Linked DNA regions of Mus musculus: region 2 is linked to region 1. A link is a contact called in public Hi-C data. All regions are on one chromosome and are shown on one strand. Each heading gives the region's core, a stretch centred on a gene start, on an enhancer-like site or on the middle of the called end of the contact. The rest is flanking DNA. Distances are from core to core; before and after follow the strand shown. Region 1 has its middle 41 kb from the start of 4933430I17Rik. Region 2 overlaps Rgs3 (regulator of G-protein signaling 3).

Region 1 (2,719 bases), core at 82-2,581:
GGGATTATTTTAGGGCAATTGTGGCTATTCACAATCTATGTCTTGAATGCTGGTTGTAGAATTGAAATTCCTGGCAAGATTTAGCCACCCACCCGCTCGCCCTGCCCTCACCCCAGTTTGTGGCAGGTGCTAATCGGGCAGTCGGCAGCTATGAAGACTTCTGCTGCTACTGTGCTGGAGTAGTTCACTCTCTGAGTGGAAAGATGGAGTGCTGGCTACATTTATGTCAACTTGACACACTGTAGTCTTCTGAGAAGAGAAACCTTGATTGAGAAAACACCTTCATAAGATCCGGCTGTGGGCCAGCATATAGAGCATTTCTTAATTAGTGATTGATGGGGAGGTCCCAGCCCCTTGTGGGCAATGGTAGCCCTGGACTGGTGGTCCTGGGTTCTATAAGAAAGAAGGCTGAGGAAGCCATATGGATTAAGCCAGTAAGCAACGCCCCTCCATGGCCTCTGCCTCCAGGTTTCTCCCTGTTTGCGTTCCTGTCCTTGGCTTCCCTTCAGTGATGAACTACAATGTAGAAGTGTAAGCCCAATAAACCCTTTCCTCCCTAACTTCGTGTTTGGTCATGGTGTTTTGTCACAGCTAAGTCAGAAGAGGAAGCAGACAGTTAGGGCTCCAGAGTAGGTGAACAGTCAGAAAGGTGGGCACACGGAGGAAGGCAGGTGTGTCATGGTCATGGTGGCCTGGGTGCTTGGATTGGAGAGTGACCTTGGAGTCATCAGAACAGTCAAGGACAGCAGTAGGCATGTGTGACACATCAAAGGGCGGGAAACAGGGGAAAGGACAGGACTCGGGCAGAGCCAACAGCACATTTTTCCCTGGAAAGGTAGGAAGAGTCAGTCATACCAGAAAGCAATGGTTAGAGGAGTGGGAGGACCCAGGCAAGGTGGAGGACAGCCAAGAACAGAAATGCAGCTTCCATAAGGGGATCCATGGTGACCGCCAAGCCAATGAACATCTTTGCTTGAGAGGTGGTGGCAGGAAGCGTGAGTGATGATAATCCACACCACTTCTCTGTCACAGCTCCAGTAAAACCAGCTTCCCCGAAGAATGGACTCCATGCGGACCATGGCCTTTTCCCTTTGTAATCTGCTGCCAGCCGTGGAACTGCACTTTGACATCTTACACTGATGCAGAAGAAGACTCAGCTCTACCTCAGCCTTAAGGTCCAGCTTGCCGGGTCCAGCTGAGCCGCAGATGTAAGCAGTAGTGGTTGTGTTTCCTACAAATCAAATCAACCCTGCAGCATTCCTGCCCATACCAGGAGAGCCAGACTCCCACATGGCTGTAAACACTCACTTGTGAAGGGTTTCCCTGGAGTTTGCCTCTTGTGGTGACCTCATAAGAATCTAGATAAGGCAGCCTTCAGCAGTTTGTTCCTGGATGCAGGGGGCCCTGGGTATTTTCAGCTAATGGTTCCTTATCCTGGTTACATTGTTCTTTTAAAAACCATTTAAATAACATGAAAACCCTATTTTACACAGACTTGCTTAGCACTTCCAGTTTTTTTTTTTTTTTCTTTCCCCCTAGTCTTTTGAGCAGATGCAGATTGCAGTACATCATTTTCTCTTGGCCTGAAAGACCCTTAATATTCTCCTAGTGTGTATGTAGAAGTTGCATTCATTCGGCTTTGCAAATCTGAGAAAATACTTACTATTCATTTCTTTGAAAGGTATTTTTGTTGAGTGGAGAACTCTTGTTGACATTTTGTTTCTTTTCCTAGCATTTGGGAGGCACAGGTAGGTAGGTAGGTAGTTAGGTAGGTGTCTGTGAGTTCAAGGTCAGCTTAGTCTATATAGTGAGTTCCAGCTGAGCCAGGGGCTATATACTGATACCCTGTATCAAAACAGAAAGCAAAACAAAACACACACCCCCTACACTCCCCCTCCCAAGAACAATAACAACAAAACCCGAGGTTCCCTCTTGTCTTCTGCACTTATTTCTGATGAGGAGTCTGAGGACTTGTGATGAGGAGTCTGACATCACTCTCATTGCTGCTCATCTACACATGGACTTTGTTTACTGAGGGGTCTGCTTCTGAGACTCCCCCACCAGCCTCAGGCATCTTATGCAGCTCTGGCAGAGGCCTCTTCACAGTTCTTTGTTTAGGACCCATTGAGATTTTTGGATTTGAGAGTGTATAGTTTCTTCAAATTTGGAAAAATACAGCCCACTGCCTCCTGCTTCCTTTAGGGTGCAGTGCGCATGTACACACAGGGCGGCACATTTGTGTGCCTTCCTGGGGGTCAACCTCCAGGGCAGTTTCTCCAGTGCTGACATGTTGATTTTGAGGCAGGGTCTCTTGGTTGGCCTGGGATGACCCAGTAGGCTATACTGGCTGGCCCAGGAGCTCCGGCATTCACCATTCTCCATGACCCACAGCATGATTACACGCACACGGTACCATGCCCAGTTCCATATGGACTTCTGGGATGGAGCCCAGTTCTCATGCAAACTTGGCAAGCACAGTACTGATGGCCACTTGAGTGGATTTTTTGGTCTCCAAGTTCACTAATCTGCAGTGCACTACTAATCTCATCCTGTGCAATTTTCTCTCGTCTCAGACCTTGTGTTTCCCCTTCAGATAGCCAATATTTCACTCGACTGTTTCTTGATGAAACAAAATGACTTCTAAGGAACAAAGGTTTACTTGACTCATAAGTTCAGAGTTTCTGTCTGTGGTTACCTGGTCTGTGTTTCTGGGCCTGGG
Region 2 (2,719 bases), core at 123-2,622, 110 kb after region 1:
CCTGGATGGATCTATTGTAACACTCATGGTCATTTGCACAGACTACCGGGGCTTGCAGCTCAGCTTCTTGGACCCCTTTGGAGCGGTCATTACTTGGGCTAGATCTTGAACACTAAGTCTTCCACCAGAGGGTCTGCCTGGCTCTCTCAGAAGACACAAACGCTGCTTCCTATTAGTTCTCTGAGCATCTGGAGCTGATGGATTCTGATTACCTTCTGGATAGAGAAGGGATTGAGGGAGAAAGGAGACTTTTCACCCGAAGTTACACGGAACCGAGGATTCCGGTTGCTCAGCCCAAGCCTCTCCCTATTGCGTATCTCAGGGTATATGAGCTTCATCTTGGAGCGCCCTCTCTTTCTCTTGCACTCCCAGCGGCACCCCTTTTGGGCCCGCTGACCTCTAGAAAGGCAATGTGCCTGGCAGAGAAAGCCCAAGAGACCCAGTTGCTTCTCATTCCTGATCTGCGAAGCTTGGGCATAGATTCACCTGTGTTTCTAGCTCAGTTTCCCTTTTTGGAGCAAAGGAACTGGATCAGATATTGCTAGGCATGCTCCAGCCACTGGGTTCTCTGGTTCTCTGCAGACTTAGGTCCGAGAGCCGTGGTCAAGGCAAAGCTCAGCTGAGAAGCAGCCTGTAGCCTTTCTGCCTCTTACTCAGGCGCCTCTGGGTTAGAAGCCTTCTCGTGCAAGCACAAGCGGCAGCCCAGGGAGGTTTGTTGTTGTTTGTGGAGTCTGTCCGTTTCCAAGATGTCATTGCTCAGGGAGAACCATCATTCCTCCCAGGGATAAACAAGGCTGCGTAAGGCTCAGCCCCCTAAGCCCAGGGAGGCCGGAGCCACTCACAGCAGGCCAGCTGGGCGCAGTCCCAGGGAGCTGATGCCCTAAACCCTCTCCACCATCCCATCCCCCTCCATAAAACCACTGGTCAGCAAAGTGGGGTGGAGGGGGAATGTACCACTGAGACCTGGGGAGAAAGTCTCCCTGGTGCTCTCTTCTCTCTGATGGTAGCCTGGATCATAACATCAGATGTGTGGAGATCTGCCAACTGTACCCTCTACCCCAGATGGCCCAAGGTTTCTCTCTCCCTTCTGGGCACAATGGCCCAAGCTGAAGTCTTAGAACTTACCCAGGCTCCTAGTTTAGGAAAATGGGCAGAGTGGTGAGTTACAGGGGACTGGGTAGAACATCCGACCATCTGCCCTGTTTTACTTGTCTTGGTCTGAAAGCAGCACCTGGAAAACAGGTGGCAGAGGGGGAGGGGGCATGAAGAAGGACAGAGGAAAAGCTGTGCAGAGCCTCCAGGGGCAAATGGCTGGCAGGAGCCTTGAGACAAGGCTGGAGGAGGTTAGAGAAGGGGCCCTAGAATGGAAGATACCTCACCTCAGATTGAAACTAGTGTCTAGTCAGTTCATGAATGTTTCACTCAAGAGAGTATAGTTTATAGTTGATCCAAATAGCAACTTAGTTCTGTTCTTTTTGCCTGTCTCCTTCCATCCTTCCCTTCTCTCCCTCCCTCCCTCCCTGTCTCTTTCAGTTCTCACTTCCCCTTCTGTCCCTGTCATGCCCACTAAGTACCTTTGTGCAGCATCCCCTTTCTGGGGCCTGGAGGTATCATGGTAAAAGACTCAATCTGTGATCTCAGGCTGGGTAAGTGAGCCGGCTGTGGGGGTAGCCCACTGTTGGTGCCCCTGAGAAGCATCTGGTACAGCCTGGGCCTCTCAGTGACGCTTCCTACAGGAGTGAGGCTGTCTGTCCGTGCACATGTGTACCCGGCCACAGAGCAGGAGTTCATCCTCATGTCTCGACTTCTTTTCTATGTAGATGTGATTTTCACCTGGGCGTGCACATTACCCCCAACCCCAGCCACCTGCTCCACCTTACCTCCAGAGGCTGTAGGGGTGCGGACTTAAGGGCAGAGACCTCACTTCACAGTGTGCGTCTCTCCTGCCTGGGGTTTTCTCTGGCAGTGGTCAACCTCACAGGCCAAATGAGATGCAAACGTGAGACTCTTGGATGAGGAGGATTCAAGCCTGTGGATTCCAGGTCATCTCACAGAGGACCAGATGTCTCATCTCATAGGTGGCTGTTGCTAAATACAGTCCTGTAGGCGAGGTACTTCAGACAGGGGGACTGACACAGAAGGTGACGGGCGCATAGGCAGCAGCTTTTTGAAGGAGCGCAAGTGGGAATGTGTTAGAGAGGTTTATAAAAGGTGGCCAGCTCACAGGGCACAGAGCTGCTGTCTCTGGCAGAGAGGTCACCGTTGAGGACCTTCCTTAGTCTTTAAAGCGAACTTTTAAGTGGAAGCCTGGTGTAGTAGAGAAAGATGACAAGAATGCAGCTCGTGGCTTTTCACCAGATGAACACCCATTCGGGTCCATAAGGAAAGCGTCCCCAACTGTACACTGGGAGTGTTTCAGTGTGCCCTTTAGTCACAGTGGCCCTGACTTTCCTCGCGGATCACTCGCCTACCTTGGACTCTGTATAAATAGGACCCTTGAGTAGCTTTCACGCTGAGTTCTTTCCTTCAGTCTTTCCCTGGTGATTCATCAGCACGTCGTCTCAGGGTTTTTAGTTTGTTCGTCCTGTTACTATTTAGTGTGTGTCTCTATATGTCTGCCTCAGTTTACCCACTATTCCACCTCTGACAAGTGTTTGGGTATTTCTACTTCCAGCCCTCGGTGAATAGTTTTGCGGGGACCTCCTTGAACGCGTCTTTG

The links. Hi-C and Micro-C count contacts between places; a contact is called where the count stands out from the background.
Region 2: a contact with region 1 is called in a Hi-C map of uterus, with 3 times the contacts expected there. The contact joins two enhancer-like sites. A contact is called at or near these places in 15 of 39 promoter capture datasets (the C10 cell line, the HPC-7 cell line, cranial neural crest and 10 more), 2 of 15 datasets of contacts at CTCF or cohesin (CD8 T cells and pro-B cells), 51 of 484 Hi-C or Micro-C datasets (B cells, CD4 T cells, CD8 T cells and 31 more), 32 of 115 datasets of contacts at active chromatin or transcription factors (the 230-238 cell line, CD8 T cells, DN3 thymocytes and 24 more) and 4 of 9 other capture datasets (adipose tissue, liver, macrophages and 1 more).

The regions. Positions count from the first base shown.
Region 1 is chr4:62,565,475-62,568,193 of GRCm38.p6, forward strand. It overlaps a transcript of Rgs3 not described here. Among named protein-coding and RNA genes, the nearest start is that of 4933430I17Rik, 41 kb to the left of the region's middle. Within about 2 kb of position 1,332, at least 15 of the 459 cell types and tissues checked have an H3K27ac peak or open chromatin away from gene starts, as enhancers often do. A contact at or near this core is called in uterus, where this site is marked.
Region 2 is chr4:62,676,514-62,679,232 of GRCm38.p6, forward strand. The region is part of intron 10 of Rgs3 (regulator of G-protein signaling 3); the gene reads left to right. Among named protein-coding and RNA genes, the nearest start is that of Gm52741, 7.9 kb to the left of the region's middle. Within about 2 kb of position 1,373, at least 11 of the 459 cell types and tissues checked have an H3K27ac peak or open chromatin away from gene starts, as enhancers often do. A contact at or near this core is called in uterus, where this site is marked.